Regions from separate parts of the Danio rerio genome. Here region 1 is linked to region 2. Evidence: chromatin contacts called from public Hi-C data. All regions are on one chromosome and are shown on one strand. Each heading gives the region's core, a stretch centred on a gene start, on an enhancer-like site or on the middle of the called end of the contact. The rest is flanking DNA. Distances are from core to core; before and after follow the strand shown.

Evidence for each region. A called contact is a pair of places that touch in the nucleus more often than the background predicts.
Region 1: a Hi-C map of an unstated tissue shows a contact between it and region 2, with 4 times the contacts expected there. The contact joins two enhancer-like sites. A contact is called at or near these places in 3 of 18 Hi-C or Micro-C datasets (caudal fin, embryo and an unstated tissue).

What each region holds. Positions count from the first base shown.
Region 1 is chr1:39,663,395-39,667,639 of GRCz12tu, reverse strand. LOC141383310 (a long non-coding RNA gene) reads right to left here. Exons shown (of 7, transcript XR_012404326.1): 6 at 4,027-4,203; 7 at 2,807-3,688. Among named protein-coding and RNA genes, the nearest start is that of pou4f2, 93 kb to the right of the region's middle. Within about 2 kb of position 2,164, at least 4 of the 62 cell types and tissues checked have an H3K27ac peak or open chromatin away from gene starts, as enhancers often do.
Region 2 is chr1:39,456,057-39,460,121 of GRCz12tu, reverse strand. No RefSeq gene overlaps it. Among named protein-coding and RNA genes, the nearest start is that of lsm6, 110 kb to the right of the region's middle. Within about 2 kb of position 1,986, at least 6 of the 62 cell types and tissues checked have an H3K27ac peak or open chromatin away from gene starts, as enhancers often do.

The sequences.
Region 1 (4,245 bases), core at 915-3,414, 210 kb before region 2:
TTTTTTTTAATTTGGATTCAAATTTGTTGAATGGGATAGCCCCTCGAGATAAATCCCTCTCGTTTTCCAGGGAGGTACATTAAAGGTACATAAATTAAAAAAAGAGTACAAACATACAAGAAGCCCACTTCACCTGAAACACTTCCCACAGCTCAAGCAAACAAAAACATATAATCCAAAAAGTACAAATAATTTTATATACAAATCATTTATAAACATTTAAATTGGAACCAAAATTAATATTATTTACAAGTTTTTCCCAAAAAAATGAAAAGTAAATTAAGTAAATTAAAAAGAATTGATCTTAAATGATCTAAAAAAGAAGAAAGATTATTCCAGTCAAAAAGAGCTTTTCATTGAAAGGACCCGCTTCTGTTGTAATCCTAAACCCAAAGACATTCTGTTGCATGTTGAAGAGAATATGAGGGGGTAAATGAAACAAAACACGCTTTAAATAAAAAGTTTTGCTTTTTGATTTAGTATTATGTCAAATCAAACTTTGGCTAAACATTTAGCTTTGGCTAAACAGTAATATTTGAGCAATGATATATAAATTATGCTTAAAAAGTGTAATATATGTGTGTGTGTGTGTGTGTGTGTGGGGGGGGGGGGGTCTTTGTGTGTGTTGTATCCTATTCCTCACGTCGTGGAAACCAAATCAAGTATAGCAATACCAGTAAATCCTGACAGTATATCTGAGTTCCTACAGTATAAACGTATGTTTTAGAACCTCATAAATACAAAATATGCTCTATGTAAGTCTTACAGAAATATCTGAAAGAACCCTGTCAAGACATTTATATGTTGAAGCACTCAAAAATCGGTTGATTTGTATAAAGTGATCTGGCATGAGGATAAATTAAGCAGAGCCAACTCAGTACAGTCTCCGTCTCTCCTGCTGAACACACATAGGCTGATATTTTTCTACAGACGGCCAATAGGTGTCTCTGTAAACCATACAAACACTATCAGCTAATCTCAGTCCTGCTAACATTCACTGACTCCATTCACACTGATGAAGCTCAGCATCTCTGCCGCGTCCCAGAGGACAGCTGCCATTGGTCAACATGTATTCTGATTCAGTTTGTATTATCCGTAACTGGAATATTATTATAAGTAATTATAATTTCTATAATTAGTTACTTTACTAATATCTAATTGAAATAAATAATATTATTTTTGTATAAATATTTAGTATTAAATGTAGCAATAGTAATGTATTATTATTATTTAACAATAATGCCTTATTGGCCATGATGTTTGAATTAACTTATTGAATCTATTGCTAATTAACTATTAATTATTATTATTATTATTATTATTATTATTATTATTATTATTATTATTATTATTATTATTATTATTATTATTGTTGTTGTTATTATTATTATTATTATTGTTATTATTATTATTATTATTATTATTATTATTATTATTATTATTATTGTTGTTGTTGTTGTTGTTGTCACCAACAACTATTTCAGTTAAACAACAATTTGTATTAAATAAAGTTTAATTTATATTAATGTATTCAATGTAAAATCGCCTCACAGCAAGAAGGTCACTGGTTCGAGCCTCGCCTGGGTCAGTTGGCGTTTCTGTGTGGAGTTTGAATGTTCTCCCAGCGTTTGCGTGGGTTTCCTCCAGGTGCTCCGGTTTCCCCCACAGTCTAAAGACATGCGGTACAGGTGAATTGGGTAGGCTAAATTGTATGTGTGTGAATGAGTGTGTGTGGATGTTTCCCAGAAGTGGGTTGCAACAAGAAGGGCATCTGCTGCGTAAAAACGTGCTGGATAAGTTGGCGGTTCATTCCGCTGTGGCGACCCTAGATTAATGAAAGGACTAACCCGAAATTAAAATGAATGAAAAAATGAATGAATGAATAATATTAATAATATTAATAATAATAAAAAAAATAATAATAATAATAATAATAATAATAATAATAATAATAATAATATTAATAATAATAATAATAATAAAAATTCACTAAATCTGAAATCCTTAAATCTATATCAAATAATTCAATGTGTTTCTCTTCCCACCTCTTTGCACCCAATCTCTCTCTCTTTCCCAGTGCAGTGGCAGCAGTAGTGAAGGGGGGTCAGACTGTGGTTCCCAGGATAAAAGAGCTAGGCTGAGGGCTCCTCTCAATCACTAGTCCCTCCAGGAGGTGAGCTTCACGTGGCGATGAGAGGCCCGTCGGGGGTGTGGGGCTGTGAGCTCCATTTAGACGTGTCTATCTCAGGAGGAGGACGCTGTTGACTCTCCTCTATCTCCTCTGCCTTTGGAGACAAAAGGCATGCAAATATTTGGTGTGCTGCTAAGCCTCACAGAAAGCATATTCAAAATGTCAGGGTGCTTATTTTGGGGCGAGGAGGCTCATCTCTGAACAGCTGGATTCAGTGGGATGGCCTGACGCCTGTTGAGCACCTCCCAAATGCTTAAGGGGCCCTAAATGTACCTGTAATGGCCATTTGGATCACATGCGAATGAAGCTGTGATGAGCCCGAGGTCTCTGGTGTAGTAGACCACACTCTCAGAAAAAAAGGTACAAAATTGTACCTTTTAGGGTACAAATGGCCCGTCACTGGGGTGGTACCCTTAAGGGTACAAATTTGTACCTCTATTATAAGGTACAAAATTGTACCTTCTACATTTGTACCCTTTAAGGGACAATTTTGTACCCTAGACACTGAAGGTACAAAAATGTACCTTTTTATATTATATAGTATTTTCAGGGTACTGACCCAGGCATTTTGATCCTTTGGTGACTGCATGCACAAATAAATAAATAAAATATTTTGGTTCACAGATGTCCATTTTTATTTATTAATGTAGAAATATTTCATTACAACTCACAACTGAATGTGTTAAGAAATAAAATTACACAGCAAGTAAAAAGCAGACATGTAAAACAGTAAAAAGAACAATTTAGATAAGAATAAAAACTAAATAATCTACACTTAATACAAAGACCACAAGAATACTGTTTAAGATTTATAAACACATTACACAGGCTACATCAAGTACTGCACTTTATAAAGTCTAAAGTATTTGTCTTTAGTCAGAATACTCGGTCATAATAAATAATTTGTCATCAAAATTTTCTCTGAATTTCAGAATAAAGGCAAACTTTCTCTATAAATTGCTTAAACAGTGCAGAAAACCATACATCAGTTGCCTCTTCCTCAACACCAGTAGATTACTCCTCATCATCCTCAAGTGGAGTTGTAATTTGTTGTAACACAATATGTGTTTATGCTTTTGATAAACATGACATGTAAGGCACTCATATCTCGAAAATGTTCTTTGATAGTCATTAGGACCACAAGTTATTTAAAAATTTGCTTTATGCATGAATAATAGCAGTGTGCTGGATTAACTTGATGATTGTGATTATCCCAAGAGCATGTAGAGAAACAAAAAACAAGGTTGATCACTCTGGTAACTGGAGTAGGTCGAGGCTTGTCACCGTCCACCGTTCATTCAAAACATTCCACTGCAGAAACATCAAGGTGTTCTTCTAATAAGATGAATGTCAAAAATGTATATTCATCCACATCATTAGCCCGGCCAATCGCAATCCCATCAACTCTGAAGACTGCCGTGACTCGTCTTGTTAACAGTTGTCCAGTCGGTGGCCTCCTCCTGTACTTGAACTGTTGAATGTGGTGAAGATGGTTCACTGTAAATGACAAAGCAATAATTACATTAATATCAGTCACTCTATCACTGATGAAGAGAAAATCAACATGCATAGAAAGTAAAATAATTAATATTCACTGATTAAAAAAAAAAAAGTATCACAGATTAAAAGACTAATATAAATTTCATTCATTCATTCAATTTCTTTTCGGCTTAGTCCCTTTATTAATCTGGGGTTGCCACAGTGGAATGAACCACCAACTTATCCAGCATATGTTTTATGCAGCAGATGCCCTTCTAGCTGCAACCCAGTATTACGAAACATCCAGACACACTTATTCACACACACATTTATACACTACAGACAAATAAGCTTACCAAATTCAGCTATAGCGCATGTCTTTATACTTGTGGGGAAACCGGAGCACTTGGAGGAAACCTTCACGAACACTGGAAGAACATGCAAACTCCTCACACAAATGCCAACTGACCCAGCCGAGGCTCGAACCAGCGACCTTCTTGCTGTAAGGTGACAGCACTACCCACTGCGTCATCCTAATATAAAGAATATCAAGCATTATAAAATGCATTTATCAC
Region 2 (4,065 bases), core at 737-3,236:
AAGGTAATAGAGTGTTCAGGTCGACAAAGCTAACCCTCAAAGCTTCATACAAAAGCGGATTTTTGGACACATAAAAACGCCTCAAAAAAATCGAAATCTTTATTGTCCACTTTCAGTAGAAAAAATATTTAAAATATTACTAAATGTTTAATATTATCAAATAATTTTACTAACCATGAATATAAAAAAGAAAATATGTATACATCTTGCTTACATATTACCTGTAAAGTTTTTACACATGATATAAGAGCAATATCACATGATTAGCAGTGCAATATGGCTAAGTGCCTTCTGCCCGATTCACATAGGGCTTCAGCATAAACGCTTGACGGACGACATGTCTGAAGTTGGGGCTGACATGATTGTCAAAACAGCGTCAGCCAAAAAAAATAGTCCACAGTCAGCTATTGTTTGAGCTAGGGTATTTGCATGAAGCGATCTGATTGGCTGACGCTTCCATTGGCACATAAAAAGTTGAGAAATTCCCAACTTCTACAGTGAGCAATGCCATTAAATCGGTGCCAATGGATCCAATGGTATCTGGATGCAGCCTTTATGATTGCAAGCTGAGATTGCATCACTTAGTGGGTAGGGTTAGGGGTGGGGTTGGGTGAGCGTATTAAAAAGCATTGGATGCTGCTTAGATTGCACTGCACCAAATCTGTATCCAGACCCCTCTCAACGGATCCACAATTCAGTTTAGTAAGGCTTGGCATCACCCATTCATTGTGAATAAGAAACATTGAAGCTGACGCCCCTGTGTGAATGGGCACTAGTGTCCCACAAGTGATGATATACATCCATATTGCACTGCTACAAGTGTTAAATTGCATTTATACAACAGTTCGATGGCATAATCATGTATATAAAAAAGGAAATCATACATGCAGTGTCTAAAAACCCTTTTGTGAGAGAAACTACTTTCTTCCGCCGACATCAGAACATCAAAAGTTGTTACTAATTTACCAATGTCACTTCAGAGCCTGTATTTGACTGATTCTCTAATGTAATGTCTAAAGTGATGACATTACAAGGGATTTTGCTGTCATTTTAAGATTATAAGGCTGAACAGCATGAATTGCCATCAGTCTTCAGGGATTTCCAAGTATTTCTGTTGCAATCTGGAGATCACAATAATTCAATAATTCATTGATTCATTTTCTTTTCAGCTTAGTCCCTTTATTAATCTGGGGTCGCCACAGCGGAATGAACCACAAACTTATCCAGCCTGTTTTTACACAGCGGATGCCCTTCCAACCACAACCCATCTCTGGGAAACATCCACACACACTCATTCACACTCATACACTATGGACAATTTAGCCTACCCAATTCACCTGTACCGCATGTCTTTGGATTGTGGGGGAAACCGGAGCACCCGGAGGAAACCCACAAAAGAGAGAGATCGACTTAGAATGCCACTTCAAAACATCAGTAAGAGAGCTTGACAGTGATGCTTGAAAAGGGTCTCAAAAATGTGAAATCAATATAATGTAATATATAAATGAATAGGCAGAGTGATTTATACATCATTTTGTAGTAAATACTAGAAGAAAATAAACGTATTACTCTTTATTTATTGTGTTTAGTTTTTATGCCACCTTGCAGTTACTTCAATATGCAAGTTCTTCTCAAAGAAAATAAATTGTACATGCTGAAGCTGCTGTCAAATTATCATCACAAATTATTAAGTATAACACAAATTCTAGTCTCACATTCTACACCATGTCTAAACGGAAACACCGAAAACATCCCTATGCAGAATCCATCTGAAATCTCCATCCATTCCAGCAAGACTAAGCTAGTACAGTGTTCAGGCTGACAGAGCCAACCTCCAAACCTTTGCTGACATTCAAAACGTCCATCAGAGTACAAGACAGCTTGATTCTGAAAGGACAGAGGATGTGGTCCACTACATGTTTGTAGGTCCCCAGGCTCTGGAAACAGTTCAGCAAGGACAGACCTCTTACCCTCTGTTCCCATAGCAACAAAGGCCTTGTCATCCCTAGTCGAGTGGATGTCACTGTCCTCCTCTAACTCCATAATGGGTTTGACCCCTGATCTCTGTCTTTCACTGTTCAGAGGACGTGAGACACTCCTTAAGTGTGAAAACACAGACTTAGCCAACTGCGCCGTCCACCAAATCAGCCACGACACTTTCTAAGGGTTAAAGCACACTAAGCATCTACAAATAGTAAGCTTTTAAAAGTGGTTGGTTTGAGGGATTTTGTTTCAAATGTGCATGCGATAAATCCATTCAAGCTTACCTCATTAAAGCGCTTTTTAATAGGGTAATTGGAAATAACAACAAAGTTATCTTACAAATATCATGTGTAATTGGAATAATTGGACATAAGGAGTAATCAGCTTTTCATCCTCGTATATCTACACACTCAAATCAAAAATGAGGATATTTTAAGATATGTCATGGCCTTTAATGAGTTTATTCCACCAAAAGGTTTTCAAAAGGTCAAAAATATTATTTACTCTCCTCAATGACATTCTACACTTATCCTCTTGTTAAGTGTGATGTTATGAAAAGTGTGATATATGAGAAGACTCAACAAATGGTAATAATAAACGTTTACAAAGCGATGTAATAATTATGTGTATATTTATATATATATATAAATCACTGCCTAATATCCGATGGCCAGAAATTTATGATTTTTTTATGTTAAAATATTGGTGTCTGTGTGGCAGAAAGTCCAGAGACGGATGTGTACATCATATTTTTATATAAAATAACTTTATAAAGACTTTAATAAAATTAATAAAATGTAAAATATATATTATATAATTTAATTAAATTTAAATATTACACAGTGGAACCACCAACTTACCAACTTATCCAGCAGTAATTCATATATATATAGTCAGAATTATTAGGCCCTGTTTGGAATTTTTTTTTTTTAATATATTTTCTAAATGATGTTTAATATATATATATATATATATATATATATATATATATATATATATATATATATATATATATATATATATATATATATATATATATATATATATATATATACATATATATATATATATATATATATATATATATATATATATATATATATATATATATTTATATATATATATACATACAAACCATCATTATACAATAACTTGCCTAATTATACCCTGCTAAGATAACCTAGCTAAGCCTTTAAATGTCACTTTAAGCTGTATAGAAGAGTCTTGAAAAATCTCTAGTAAAATATTATTTACTGTAATCATGGCCAAGATAAAATAAATCAGTTATTAGAAATAAATTATAAAAAACTATTACGTACGTTAAACAGAAATTAGGGAAGAAAATAAACAGTGGGGCTAGTAATTCTAATTCAGGGAGGCTAATAATTCTGACTTCAGCTATTTATAAAAATTGAAATTGAATTGATATATATATATATATATATATATATATATATATATATATATATATATATATATATATATATATATAATTTAATAAAATATAAAAAATCTTTCATGTGTGATATGACTAAAAAGTAATCATTAACGAGTTATTTCTCAATTCAAATGAGTAGTGGCTTGGACCCGGAAACAGTAATTCATACGTCACGACTTAACAAGCGGATAGGCCTATTAGGGGTAGGGTCTTTCTTCTCTCATCAATTTTCATGACATTGACACCCCTTCAAATATGGAAGTATCCTACAAAAGTAAAATCAATATATTAATTTATGCAAAAGAATGCCAAGGGGGGTTTCTCGTATGTTATTTATTCTTTTCTATATACAGAAAAAATCTAGCCTTCCACTTTCAGTAGACAAAAGCTTTAAGAAAACATTTTTACTCTTTTAAAAAAAACAAAAAACAAATACAAAGCAGTACATTTATGCTGCATACAAATCGTCATAGTACAGTTTATGCTGCGTACAGCGCTATCAGACTTTAACTCTCACTATATTTCTAAGAAACTTTAAAAAAAAAAAAAAAAAGAAGAAGCAAGACATAAAAACTGTAAACGTTAAAACTTCTCCTGGTCACCAAACCACCCTCAGACCATAAAAGATTTATCCTAATTACCAA